Regions from separate parts of the Mus musculus genome. Here all the other regions are linked to region 3. A link is a contact called in public HiCAR-type and promoter capture Hi-C data. All regions are on one chromosome and are shown on one strand. Each heading gives the region's core, a stretch centred on a gene start, on an enhancer-like site or on the middle of the called end of the contact. The rest is flanking DNA. Distances are from core to core; before and after follow the strand shown. Region 1 holds the start of Zfp30 (zinc finger protein 30). Region 2 holds the start of Aplp1 (amyloid beta (A4) precursor-like protein 1). Region 3 holds the start of Sars2 (seryl-aminoacyl-tRNA synthetase 2). Region 4 holds the start of Zfp14 (zinc finger protein 14).

Evidence for each region. Promoter capture Hi-C pulls out the DNA fragments that hold promoters and counts their contacts. HiCAR-type assays count read pairs that join an accessible place to other places.
Region 1: a contact with region 3 is called in a HiCAR-type map of astrocytes, with 2.9 times the contacts expected there. The contact joins the promoter of Zfp30 here to the promoter of Sars2 in region 3. A contact is called at or near these places in 3 of 39 promoter capture datasets (embryonic stem cells, hippocampal neurons and liver), 1 of 115 datasets of contacts at active chromatin or transcription factors (astrocytes) and 1 of 9 other capture datasets (liver).
Region 2: a promoter capture Hi-C map of liver shows a contact between it and region 3, with 2.8 times the contacts expected there. The contact joins the promoter of Aplp1 here to the promoter of Sars2 in region 3. A contact is called at or near these places in 2 of 39 promoter capture datasets (both in liver).
Region 4: a promoter capture Hi-C map of liver shows a contact between it and region 3, with 3 times the contacts expected there. The contact joins the promoter of Zfp14 here to the promoter of Sars2 in region 3. A contact is called at or near these places in 2 of 39 promoter capture datasets (both in liver) and 2 of 115 datasets of contacts at active chromatin or transcription factors (astrocytes and large pre-B cells).

Annotation. Positions count from the first base shown.
Region 1 is chr7:29,782,525-29,785,351 of GRCm38.p6, reverse strand. Zfp30 (zinc finger protein 30) reads right to left here and starts at 1,384. Exons shown (of 5, transcript NM_001360208.1): 1 at 451-1,384.
Region 2 is chr7:30,443,685-30,446,841 of GRCm38.p6, reverse strand. Aplp1 (amyloid beta (A4) precursor-like protein 1) reads left to right here and starts at 1,260. Exons shown (of 17, transcript NM_007467.3): 1 at 1,260-1,520; 2 at 2,381-2,524. The coding sequence starts at 1,374.
Region 3 is chr7:28,740,698-28,743,776 of GRCm38.p6, reverse strand. Sars2 (seryl-aminoacyl-tRNA synthetase 2) reads right to left here and starts at 1,809. Exons shown (of 16, transcript NM_023637.3): 1 at 1,495-1,809. The coding sequence starts at 1,761. It overlaps Mrps12 (mitochondrial ribosomal protein S12), which reads left to right and starts at 1,956. Exons shown (of 3, transcript NM_011885.5): 1 at 1,956-2,012; 2 at 2,223-2,290. The coding sequence starts at 2,242.
Region 4 is chr7:30,049,718-30,052,758 of GRCm38.p6, reverse strand. It overlaps Zfp14 (zinc finger protein 14), which reads left to right and starts at 1,363. Exons shown (of 5, transcript NM_178733.5): 1 at 1,363-1,414.

The sequences.
Region 1 (2,827 bases), core at 135-2,634, 1.0 Mb before region 3:
ACACATCAGACTTTAGCAGACATATTTCCGTATTAGAGAATCCTAAGAAAAACAGGACATCTAAATGTATAGCACGTGGGTGCTACATAACCATAGAACCGCAGGCGCTGCGCACTCAAAGAGGAATCCTGATTAAGTCTCTGCCCACTGAAAATGCAGGGAAATTCTCAGACCCAAAGCAATGAATAGTTCGCTTTTTTTTTTTTTTAAAGACAGGGTCTCAATGTAACCCAGGCTGGCCTTGAACACTTGGTCCTAGTGGAGTGGCAGTGACACCACTCACAGTTGAATAAAACATTTTCACAAACGTCTTTCAAAGGGAAGGAAATTAAAAAAATCCATACTCAAAACAACAACAACAACAACAGCAAAAACAAACAAACAAAAAACCAAAAACGAAAAACAAAAACTCAAGCATTTCACAGGAACACAGAAGTTCTAGAAACTCACACATAATCTCTGTTTTAAACAGAAGTAGTAGCTGCTGGCTTCTAGGGTCTCTTCTGAAGACTGGCAGACACTCCAGGCCTTGTTTCTTTTCTTTTCTCTTCTTTCCTTCTTCTTCTCTTTTCTTTTTCTCTCTTGCAACCCAACGTTAGGCAGTAGAGAATGACCTTGAGCGCCTACTCCCCCTGCCTCCACCTCCCAAATCCCGAGAAGTCAGGTGTATGCCACCACGTCCTCTGGCCTCACCCCTACGCTTTTCTGAAATTGATCAGAATCCCCTTCCAAGCTTCAGGGCTCCAGGCTGACCCCATCCGTATGATCCCAGCAAGCGAGATAGACTACAGCAGCCCACAGTCACCCGTGCCCGAGTTTGCTGCTTCGGCCACTCTGCTTCACCAGTTACCAGTCCGGGGCTGCCCAGCCTTAGGTCCGAGGTGTCCCCCGGTTCTCTGCTCCCCAGGCCCGCCGGGAATCTAAGGTTCTGCACAGGGTATCTCCACCGTGCAAGTCGCGGCCCCCGCCTTCCCTCTCGGTCCTTGTCCACAGCCAGGCCGGGGTTTAGGTGCAGCGCGTCAGCACGGCAGCTGTACCCACGAACGGGCCACCTGAGTCCCAGGGGTCCTCAGAGCGGGTCCCCGGAGAAGAGCGTAGGCCGCACGAGACCGGGGACCACCCAGCTGACGGGTATCCCGGGAGGGTGGGTTGCCAGCGCGGTCAGCGCTGCAGCGGCGGCACCAAAGTGCTACGGACGGGACCGTGGTACTGAAGGCTCTGGGACATCAGATCTCAAGCCTGAGAGTCCGACTGCCACTAGCTTCTTTGACTAGGTTCTGGGCTTCCAGCCCCGCGGAGGCTGCGAGCCAGGCCCCTAGCTCTTGGTCAGGGGAAGGGGGTTGGAGGTGGGGCTGTGTGTGTCTCTTTCTCGCTGCTTCAATGCGCATGCGCACAAGGGAGCCGCAGGGAGGCGGGGAGCCTTCGGTAGCATCTTGTGCAGGCCTGGACAGAGGGAGTTTGGTTCCAGGATCCAGGATTGGGCAGAAATGGCCAAGTCTTTAGGCCTACAGCAGTAGCTCTGGCGTTGAACAAACTAACCCCCAGATGCTTTGAGGTCCAGCGTGGAGCGTTGGCTGAACCACTTATACTAGTTTGGGCATCTATTGTTTGTTTTTAAAGCTGTGGTCTCTCTAAATGACCCTGGTTTTCTCTGTGGACACCAGGCTGACTTTGAAATTGAAGTGATTCTCCAGTAAGCTTCCTGAATGTGGACATTAACGGCACACACCACCACACCCCCGCCCTCTACCTGAGTTTTTTCTTTTTCTTTTCTTTTTTTTTTTAACCAGTTTTTCTTTCTTCTTAAATCTCTATTTGAGACAAACTCTCTCTATGCAGCCCTTGCTAGCCTGGAATCTGTGTAGACCAGGCTAGCCTGGAACTCTGAGATCCACCTGCCTTTGTTTCCGTGGTGCTGGAATTAAAGGTGTGCACCACCACTTCGGACGTGGTTTTCTTTTAACAAAGCAGGCTTGAGTTTTTGTTGTGGCTGTTGTTTTGTGGGTTTTTTGTTTGTTTGTTTGTTTTGTTTTGTTGTTGGTTTTTTTTTTTTGTTTTTTCGAGACAGGGTTTCTCTGTATAGTCCTGGCTGTCCTGGAACTCTGTAGACCAGGCTGACCTCAAACTCAGAAATCCACCTGCCTCTGCCTCCCAAGTGCTGGGATTAAAGGCATGCGCTACCACCACCCGGCTTTTTATTTTATTTTATTATTTTAGGCTTGGGGTTTTAGGCTTTAGCATGAGGAGAGGGGCTCCGAATGACGGCACCTGAAATCGCAGTATGGGCTTCTCTGAAAGAATAATCGATTGGGTTTTCATGTTATTCTTATGTTCTTGTGGTGGTTTGAATAGGTATGGCCCCATAGATTCATGCATTTGTATGCTTGCCCATGCCAAGTAGTGATTTTATGTGTGGCCTTATTGGAGGAAGTGTATCATCACCGTAGAGGCGGGGCTTTGAGGTCACATATGCCCAAGGTACACCACATCTGCCTGCAAGCCTCCACCTTTCCCGCAGGACGATGGTGGACTGAACCTCTGCAAGCCAGCCCCTATTAAATGTTTTCCTTTATAAAAGTTGCCCTGGTCATGGTGTCCCTTCACGGCAATAAAACCCTAAGAGAGTTATGTTAGAAAGAGCTTTCCTTTAGCCCGTTTAATTTAGTCTCAACAGCACATATGCATAGATTCTTAATGAGTTATAGTTAATTTAATTCTTTTTGATGCCTATTTTTTTCCCAAGATTTGGTTTGTGGGGGCCCCTTTAGCCTGACATTGGTGGGCTGTTTATTTGAACGACAGCCCAGGCTGGCCTGGGACTTGTGAT
Region 2 (3,157 bases), core at 11-2,510, 1.7 Mb before region 3:
CTCTCTGTATTTTAAGATCTGTTATTTTTATTTTACTTGTGTGGGTGTTTTGCCTGCATGTGTTACTGTATACTATATACATTCCTGGTCCCTGAGACCAGAACAGAGGGATGGGTCCCCTAAGACTGGAGTTATAGACAGTGTGGGTGTTGGGAATTGAACCCGGGTCTTCTGAGAGAGCGGCCAGTGCTTTTCATCACTGAGCCTTCTCTCAGCAGTTAGCCTGGAACTCTTGATCTTGCTGCCTCAGGCCCTCTGGGATTACAGGTGCACATCACCATTCCACTTTAAACTCTTTTAATAATACACCACTACCTCACCCCACCCACATCCACAGAGATGCACACACACACAAAGCAGAAAGACAGACAAATGTGGGCAGGTCCACACCATACAGATGCACACACACACACACACACACACACACACACACATCTGGGCTGCTTCGGGGGGGGGGATTAGAATATTGTACACTCACTTAAGATAAAACAGTGAACCCTTTAGGCAGAAGACTTGAGGTGGCCCTTAGAAAGGGTGAGAATGGGGGACTCCACACAGTGGTCCTCAGGTGCTGGTCTTGGAAGGCTATGGTATCCAGCACCTGACCCGAGTCATCTGTAAAGAAAGGGTTTAGTCATGGATTTTTGGAGGGAGTATTTGAAGATCCAGACACCTGGCAATCAGGGCAGGAAGGCTTCCTAGGTTTGAGGAAGCAAGGGTGGGAGACTTGGCCTCCGGTCCTGAGACAGAAGAGGCCTGGAAGGGAGCAGATTTACCTAGCTGTAGCTGTGTTTTGTCTTTTGAGACTGGGTTGCATGTAGGTAGGCTAGCTTCAAACTCCTATCCTCCCGCCCCCTCCTCTCAGGTGCCGGGATTACAGGCTTTCCTAGTACACTCCCTAAATTCTTGACTGGGAAAATTCGGAGGTCTATATTCCTGGGACCTCAAGAGAGGGATTTATGGAAGACCCCCACCCCCATGGATTCTGGCATCCTTGGAGGAGGACAAAGCTGATGCTGGGTGTCTGCGTTTGCCAGAAGAGAAGGCCAAGGATGAAAGTCCAGAAAACGGCTACGCCCAGGACTGAACCTAGTGACTCGGTCTTCACGCGGACAGTGACACCTGGAATCTTGAGGGGCTGGGACTTGGAGCAGGCTCCCTCCCGGGGTTCCGGAGCCTCTCAGTGCGCAGAGCCGCCACGCTATTGTCCTGGCTGGGAAGGCGGGGCCGGCGCGGGGCGGGGCTGGCGGCGCCGGCGCAGCCCGGGGGCGGCGGGAGGAGGAGGCGGCGGTGGCGCTGGGAGCTCCTGTCACCGCTGGGGCCGGGTAGGGCCGGGCGGGAGCGCAGGGGACGTGAGGGCCCGAGGCCCGGACATGGGGCCCACCAGCCCCGCCGCTCGCGGTCAGGGTCGCCGCTGGCGACCGCCGCCGCTGCCGCTGTTGCTGCCACTGTCATTGCTGCTTCTGCGCGCGCAGCTCGCCGTCGGGAACCTGGCTGTTGGGAGCCCCAGCGCGGCCGAGGTGAGGCCCGGCCGGGTCCTGGGGATGGGGAAGGGGCGGGACCGGGCCTCGACCTGGACGCGGGACGGCCACCGCAGTCCTTTTGGCCAGGTGGCCTGCCCCACGCGATCCGAACTGTAGATTTTCCTAGGTTCCTCCATCGTCTGACGTCCCTGCCCCCTCCCACCCGCATCGTCGGACCTGGCTCTTTCCAAGAGCCTCTGGTCCAAGAAATCCAGAGCACCCCTAGACGACAAAGCCCCAAGACCTGCCCACCTAAGCGTAGGACGCACCAGGCAGTAGGCGCTTGGCTCTAAGAACCCAGGTCCCTTGTATTATCTGGACCCACATGAACCCCCTGCCCTCAAACATCCAGTAGTCCGGGCCTCCACCCACTACTCAATCCGGATATAGCTCCTCTAGTCCTTAAAGGTCTGATGTGCAGGCCTGCTGGGAAGCTGGGCCCTGTCGTCTTTGCACCCCCTCAGTGGGAACCTGAACTGGGGATGGAGGGAGGAGGGGCCAGAACGCCTGGGTTCGCCCCCCGCCTCCCCCAACACGATTCAAGTTTAACCCCTTCAGGCTTCAGACCCAAGCCGCTGGGGCGGGGGCGGAGCCTGTCTTCTCAGCAACAAGGCCGCGAGAAACGGGGCGGGGGGGTGGGGACCCAGGTCACCATAGCAACGGGAGAGCTGGGGCGCTCCAGCCCCACGGGATTTGTTTCCCGGGGAACGGTCTCTCCACTCAGAAGGTGCTTAGAAGGAGCTGGTGCTAGAGATAGGGGCAGGAGCCCTATCTGGGTTTTAGGGAGCAAAGAACCAGACAACACAGATGACATCGTTGCCCTGGCTCCTCACTGCCCCATCTGCCTTCATTCCCAGGCTCCGGGGTCGGCTCAAGTGGCTGGACTATGTGGGCGTCTAACCCTTCACCGGGACCTGCGCACCGGCCGCTGGGAACCAGACCCACAGCGATCACGACGCTGTCTTCTGGACCCGCAGCGCGTGCTGGAGTACTGCAGACAGGTGGGCGGGACCCCACGGGGAGAGGCGTGGTCAATGAGAAAGTGGATCCAAGCTGGGGCGGGGTCGCCCTTGAGGAAGCTGGACTTGGCAGAGTCTAGGGAGATGAGAGAATCTGTAAAGCCAGGGAAAGCTTGGGGGTCTGTGGTCAGTGAAGAGGCCCCTCCTAAAGGGCCAGCGCAAACCTATTTTGAGAAATTAGGGGCCGCGGGGCGGCGGTGGAGACTGAAAAAAAAAAAACCCAACAACACCCCCCCACACCCCCCATGGACTAATCAAGGTCGCCTGAAGAGTGGCATGGTTTAGGAATCTATGGATCCGTTTAGAAAAAGTGGGAGTGTAAGTGGGCGTGGCCGAAAGAGAGGCAAGGCTTAGATCAAGAGACCTTTTAAACCAACAAGATTCAGTAAGTGATGGAGCCCAATGAGAGTGGCTGCCTGCCTAAGAGACGTGCAATGAAAAGGCGGGGCTAATACAAAGAAGAGTTACTTAGTAGCTAAACAGAGAAAGGCAGGAAGTGAAAGAGCAAGAAACCTGATTGCCGAGCAGGGTTGCCTTCAAACGTGGGCTCAGAGAAGTTGAGTTTGGCATGTCAAAGCCTGAGGACCTTTATCAAGGCCTCGTGAGAATGGTGAA
Region 3 (3,079 bases), core at 560-3,059:
GTCGTCAGCTTGGCAGTAAGGACCTTTACCTGCTAAGCCATCTCCCCTGTAAATATAAGGCTCTTCTGTAAATATAAGGTCTCCTTATGTAGTCCTGGGTACCCTGGAACTTGCTAAGGAGACCAAAGATCTGCCTGCCTCTTCCTCCTCCAGAGTACTTCATCACCACACCCAGACAGACCTTTCTTCTATTATTATTATTATTTTTTATTTATTTATTTATTTTTTTACAAGACAGGGTTTCTCTGTATAGCCCTGGCTTCCTGGAACTCACTCTGTAGACCAGGCTGGCCTCGAACTCAGAAATCTGTCTGCCTCTGCCTCCCGAGTGCTGGGATTAAAGGCGTGCACCACCACCGCCCGGCTCCTTTCTTCTATTATTAAGCATGTACGTGACTTTCTTGTGTTTGCGCTTAAATGAGGGGTCAGAAGACAATTCTCTCAAGAATTGGTTTTCTCCTACCACCAGGAAATTGAACTCCGGTTATCAGGTTTGGCAGGAAGTGCCCTATTTGGCTTAGCCACCAGTGCTTACTGGTGAAAAACTAAACATGACAAAAACTTGAAATATGGCTAAAGTGATTGACAATGACTGGTGGTGTGAGAGTCTGTAGTGACCTGAATGAGAAATGTCCCCCATATCCTGACATTTGAACATGGTCAAATGATCAGTGGCTGGTGATGTTTGGGGAGGCTTAGGAGGCGTGGCCTTGCTGGAGGAAATATGTTCCTGGAGGTGGGCTTTGAGAGCTTAAAGCCTCGTCCTGCATCTAGTTTGAGGTCTGTGCTTCATGATTGTGGTTAAAGATGTGTGCTGTCAGCTTACTGCTCTGTGACCTGCTGCTATTCTGCCATTCCCTACCAAGCCCAAAATAAATCCTTCTGTAAGTTGCTTTGTTCATGGTGTTTTATCAAGGCAACAGAGTTGGGAAGATTCATCTATTACATTCGGAATTCACTACCGGCATGGAGACCCCCAATTTTAGTTCCCTATAAGGTAGAATTATGGCGCATAGTCTTAACCTCTGGATCATAAATACATGAACAGATATACCTTAAATATCTGTTTAGCAGGTATTTATCCATTCAACTCCATCAGGATGTTTATAGCAGGATGCAAAGCTCTGTCTCCAAAATTCCCTCTGATTCACACCTCCCTCCTCATTTTTCTTTGTGGCCTAAGGGTGAGCCCGGCACGAAGTTTGAGTACAGAAGACAATGGTATTTAGGTTCTGGGAGTACAGTAGATACCAACTGTCGAATTATGAAATGCATGCAAAAGGGCATGTAGGTCACAGAAGGCATCCACGACGTTCAATAGGGCCTCAGTTCTCCCTAGATCATTGGCACCTAAGTGGGTGTCATGCACAAGACATTGCCTAACTTGGGAAGGAACCCAAATTCCTGTTGAGTAGTTTTTCCCACAACTGGAATGCATCTGGTAAACCCAGTTCTGTAAAGCATCCTGCTCCCTCAGGGCGCAAGCGCACTCACAATCGCAGGCAGGTCGGCCGGCCGCAGCTCCCCCTTGCGGAGCTCCAGGGAGCGCGCGGCTTTTTCTGGGCATGCGCACACCGACTCCATGTCCAAGTAGGGAAGCTCGCTGTAGCCCTCTCGTGCGTGTTCGTACAGGAGGTTCCGGACTCGTTTCTCCGTAGCGAAACTCCTCCTTGGGTTCTGGCTGCACACGCAGCGTCCTCGGGACCGGAGCCCCTGGCGAGCCAGGAAAGGCCACCAAAGCCGCGCCATGGACGCAGCCATCTTGGAGTGGAAACAAGAAGTCACTCATCATGGACGAGCCAATCAGACGCGCAAGGAGATTTCCCGCCCAGGCTTCAGAATCCCTTCCAATGAGGAAAATGGAACTCAGCTAGAATCTGTTATTGTCCAATCGTCATCCTTGTCCCGTCCCTTCAGTGACGCAGGAAAGATCTAGCCAATCACTAAGGAGGAACCCCGGAAGGGGCTGGAGGTAGGGGTTGGCGTGTGTGCGACCCCGCTAGGTTGGTGAGGTGGGTGCAGTTATCTGTGATCCAGATCTCTCCTCTCTCCTCAGTTTCCCCTTCCAGTATCCGGGCAAGGGCGGTTGGGTCCTTGGGGGCCTACTCAGAAGGAGACTGAATTTGCGAGGGGACTTTCTGTTTTAGAGGAGATTCTAGAAGGCTCTGAGAGTGGGTTTCTGGTCCCAACCTCCTTTCTGAATGTCTTCTCTCCTAATACAGGGACGCTGCAGGCGGCGAGATGTCCTGGCCCGGCCTTCTTTATGGCCTCACCACGTCCCTCAGTCGTGGTAAGTGAGCATGGGCCACAGGGACGAGGACAGCTCCCTGGCATTTGCGTGTTTTTGCCAGATTTCGGATGGTATCATCTTTAAGCACGGTGCCTTTTCTATTTTGGAGACAGGGTTTCACTGTAGTCCAGGTCAACTTCCAAATCACTTTGTAGACAGGATGGCCTTGACCTCCTGACTACCGCTTCAATCTCCCAAGTTCTGGAGTTACAGGCGTTTTCTACCACGCTCCCGGCTCAGGGGGCAGGAGGTGGGAAGGTCCTGTGTTCTTAGAGTTTAAGTCAGTCTTAGTCATGGCTCCCCTGCATCGATAGCGGTGAATCCCTGAGATTGCATTGCCTGGTGATATTCTGTCTTAGTTTGTGTAAGTGCACTCTCGATGTCCGTGTAACAATCATACCAACAAATGCTCCTTTCTTGGCATGTCTCCCTGCTTAGGTGTCTCTCAGTAGTGTTTATTCCTTCAGTGTTTATTGATCACCCCCTACAGGTGAGAAGGCCAAGCTAAGAAGTTTAGTGGTGGCGCACACCTTTAATCCCAGCACTCGGGAGGCAGGCAGATTTCTGAGTTCGAGGCCAGGCTGGTCTACAAAGTGAGTTCCAGGACAGCCAGGGCTACACAGAGAAACCCTGTCTCAAAAAACCAAAAAAAAAAAAAAAAAAAGAAGAAGAAGAAGTTTAGTTATTCATTCACGTGCTATTTTTCTAATTCTAAGACGGGCCACCCATTGGAGGACAACTTTTATGTTCCTAGACATTGCCCAGACATCAGGTTTGTACACAGTGTTC
Region 4 (3,041 bases), core at 114-2,613, 1.3 Mb before region 3:
GTTACAGACACTTGGGAACCATCATATGTGTTGTGTCTGCAAGAGCGCAAGGGTTCTCAATCACTAAGCCATCTCACCAGCCTCTCAATTGTCACGTTCCTAAAACTAACGTCCCAACGCTGGGAATGTTGACGGATGCCTGTAATAACAGCGCTCTGGAAAGAAACAAGAGGATCGATGAGGATCTTTCAACATCCCCAGCACCTATTACAGAGACATCCTGGCTGATATACCTTGCCCCCCACTATCCCAAACTCTGTAGCCCAGGCCTGGGCTTCCCATCTCCCAGCTTCTGTGATTCCTGTATAACCCAGTCATTTTGGGCACAAGGTCCTTTTGTTACCTCTTGCCCGCTGCACTTGGCCTCTTGGCTTCTAGCCTGTCCTACACCCCACCCCCTCCCCTCACATGGCCCCATTTAGTCCGGCAGTCATGGCCACCCTGGTTACTTTCAGACGCCCCTGCCAGTGCTCTCTCTTAGATCTCAATCCCTTGGGAGCAGTCATGTCCTCCTTTTTTTTTTTTTTTTTTCCATTCATCTTGAATTTGCAGTCTGCATGCTTCAGTCTCCTGAAGACCGGATGAGGCCTGGCACAAACACAAGAAAATGTTAGAGCAGTGGTTCTCAACCTCCCTAAAGCTGCGACCCATTAATACAGTTCCTCATGTTGTGGTGATCCACAAGCTATATAATTATTTTCGGTACTACTTTATAACTGTAATTTTGCTACTGTTAGGAATCCTAATGTAAATATCTGTGTTTTCTGATGGTCTTAGGTGGTCCCTGTGAAAGGTCATTTGACCCCCAAGGGGGGGGGGGATCTCGACCAACAGGTTGAGAACCACTGTGATAGAAGAAAGCATAATTATCTTTCCAGTCTTAGAGGTCTTGGCTTCATCTCCAGTTTGCAAAACAAAACCTAAGGCCAATACCAACGACTAGACCAATATACACAACGGCTAGAAGGGACAGTGGGAGAAAGCAGAGGCAGCGGGAACTCCAAGGAGCCTGAGCAACCTTTCCCTGGGTAGATGTGGGACTGCACCTTTGGAGAATGTATTTTACTGAGTTCCCTGATCATGCCTACACCCTCGCTGGGGTGAGAATATGCTTATCTCACATATTAAGCATGTGATAATGTGATGATGGTGTTCTCAGCCCTGGTAGGGCAACGACACAACCCCCAGCCCAGTGAGCTAGGTTTGGGGTGGGGATTTGGGGGCAGAGGGCAGCGGAATCTCCTAGCCCTTCCAGCTGGTCCAAGATCACACCCAGAGGCCTCCACCCATCACAGCCCCGAGCACGCTTGCGCACTCCGCTGCGTTGGCCCAGTCTTTCCCACCATGGACTACATTTCCCACAGGCCTCTGCGCAGCATCCTTCCGGCTGCTTAGCGCCGGTCCGCTCTGAGAGGTGAGTTGGTCCCTTGCACTGAGGAAATTGTCGCGGGGGCAGCGTAGGTTTGTCTTTAGTTGGCTTGAGAGACTTGGAGTCGGTGACGCTGAGTGGACACCGCGTACCCCGTTGCATCCTCCGTCTTCCCGCTGCAGAGCCCAGAGGCCCAGCATGGCTCTGAGTTCTGTGTGTGAACCTCAGAGTGAGGGCCCTCCGTACAAAAAGACAGCGCAGCTGCCACCGCAGGGCTGCTTTGTACGCGCTCCCTCCCCGCCAGGCAGCCCCGGTGGCCGTCGCCTGTCAAACCTGCCCCTCCGGTGGCGGCCAGTGTCCTCTCCATCCGCGGCGCTCCATTTCCAGTAGGTTATGTGTGTGGAAGGGCTGGTCGCGAGGGGTGTGTCCCCAGGCTACCAAGCCCGCACCTTCCCGGTTTGACCTTTTCCCCAGACTTGTTCATTTTAGGGAAGGCGAGGGAATAAAAGCAGGAAACGATTGTTGTTGCATACATAGAGACCCAACATTACTGCGGAAAAAAAAATAGCCTAACTTTCTTCTTTCTCGTTGTCCTATGAAGTGTACTCCTTGTTTTTCCAGGCATGGGGACATTTACTCCTCATTACTGTGAAAGTGAAAATGAAGTTAGCTTGGAAAGAAGCAGCGGTTTGGTGTTATCTTGGTCAGGGTAGAGGAGACAGATTCATGCAGACTGATAGTAAGCATCACTCAGAGATTATGTCTCTGATTAAATGCGGGTCCAGGCCCTCTTTGTGTGGTTACAAATGTCTTTTGTATTTTTTCTTTTTTATGTGTGTGTGTGTGTGTGTGTGTGTGTGTGTATTTGTGTGTATACACATACCAGCAGAAGCCAGGAGAAGGTGTCTGATTCCCAGGAACTGGAGTTATAGACGGTCGTGAAACACCATGTGAGTACGGGGAATCACACTTGCATCCTCTGCTAGAGCAGCCACTGCTCCTAGCAGTACAGCTGTTTCCAGCCTCACAGGTTTTAAATTTTTAACATGTTCGTTTTTTACGTATGTGAGTGTTTCTGTCTGCTTTTCTTTCTGTGCACCACTGAGTGTGACTGCGCCTGAGGAGCCCTGAAGAGGGCATCGGATTCTCTGGAACTGGAGTTACAGCAGTCACGTAGGTGCTGAGAGTGTAACCCGCTGATCCATCTCTGCATTCCAGGCTGCAGCTTTCTTATCCACGAAGCCTGCTTTGCTAGTTCGTTTTTAATTACTGTGGAAGATTCCTTTGCTAAACCACGCTTCTTACCAGAATAGCACGTTTTGTTCTTGTTTTAAACAATTTGTACCTATACTGACCAGGAATTCACTGTAACCCATGTGATCTCAAATTTGTGGGTGATCCTCCTGCCTCAGCCTCCAGGCTGCAATGTGTGCCACTGTGCCCAGCCAGAATAACACTTAATCTTCAATCAATCTCTGTCTCTTTTAATCCCATTTTAGCAACAGCAGCCAGGTCTAAACCCCTAAATTACCAAGCTCTTCAAAGCCTTTTGCCCGGGGGCGGGGGTGGGGTGGGGTTGGGGGGCTGGCAGGGTACCTCACTGGTAGAGAGCTAGTCTAGCTTAGAGCAAGTGTGGGCTAGGCATGGGGAGCTTACAAAAGGGCCTTTTCAC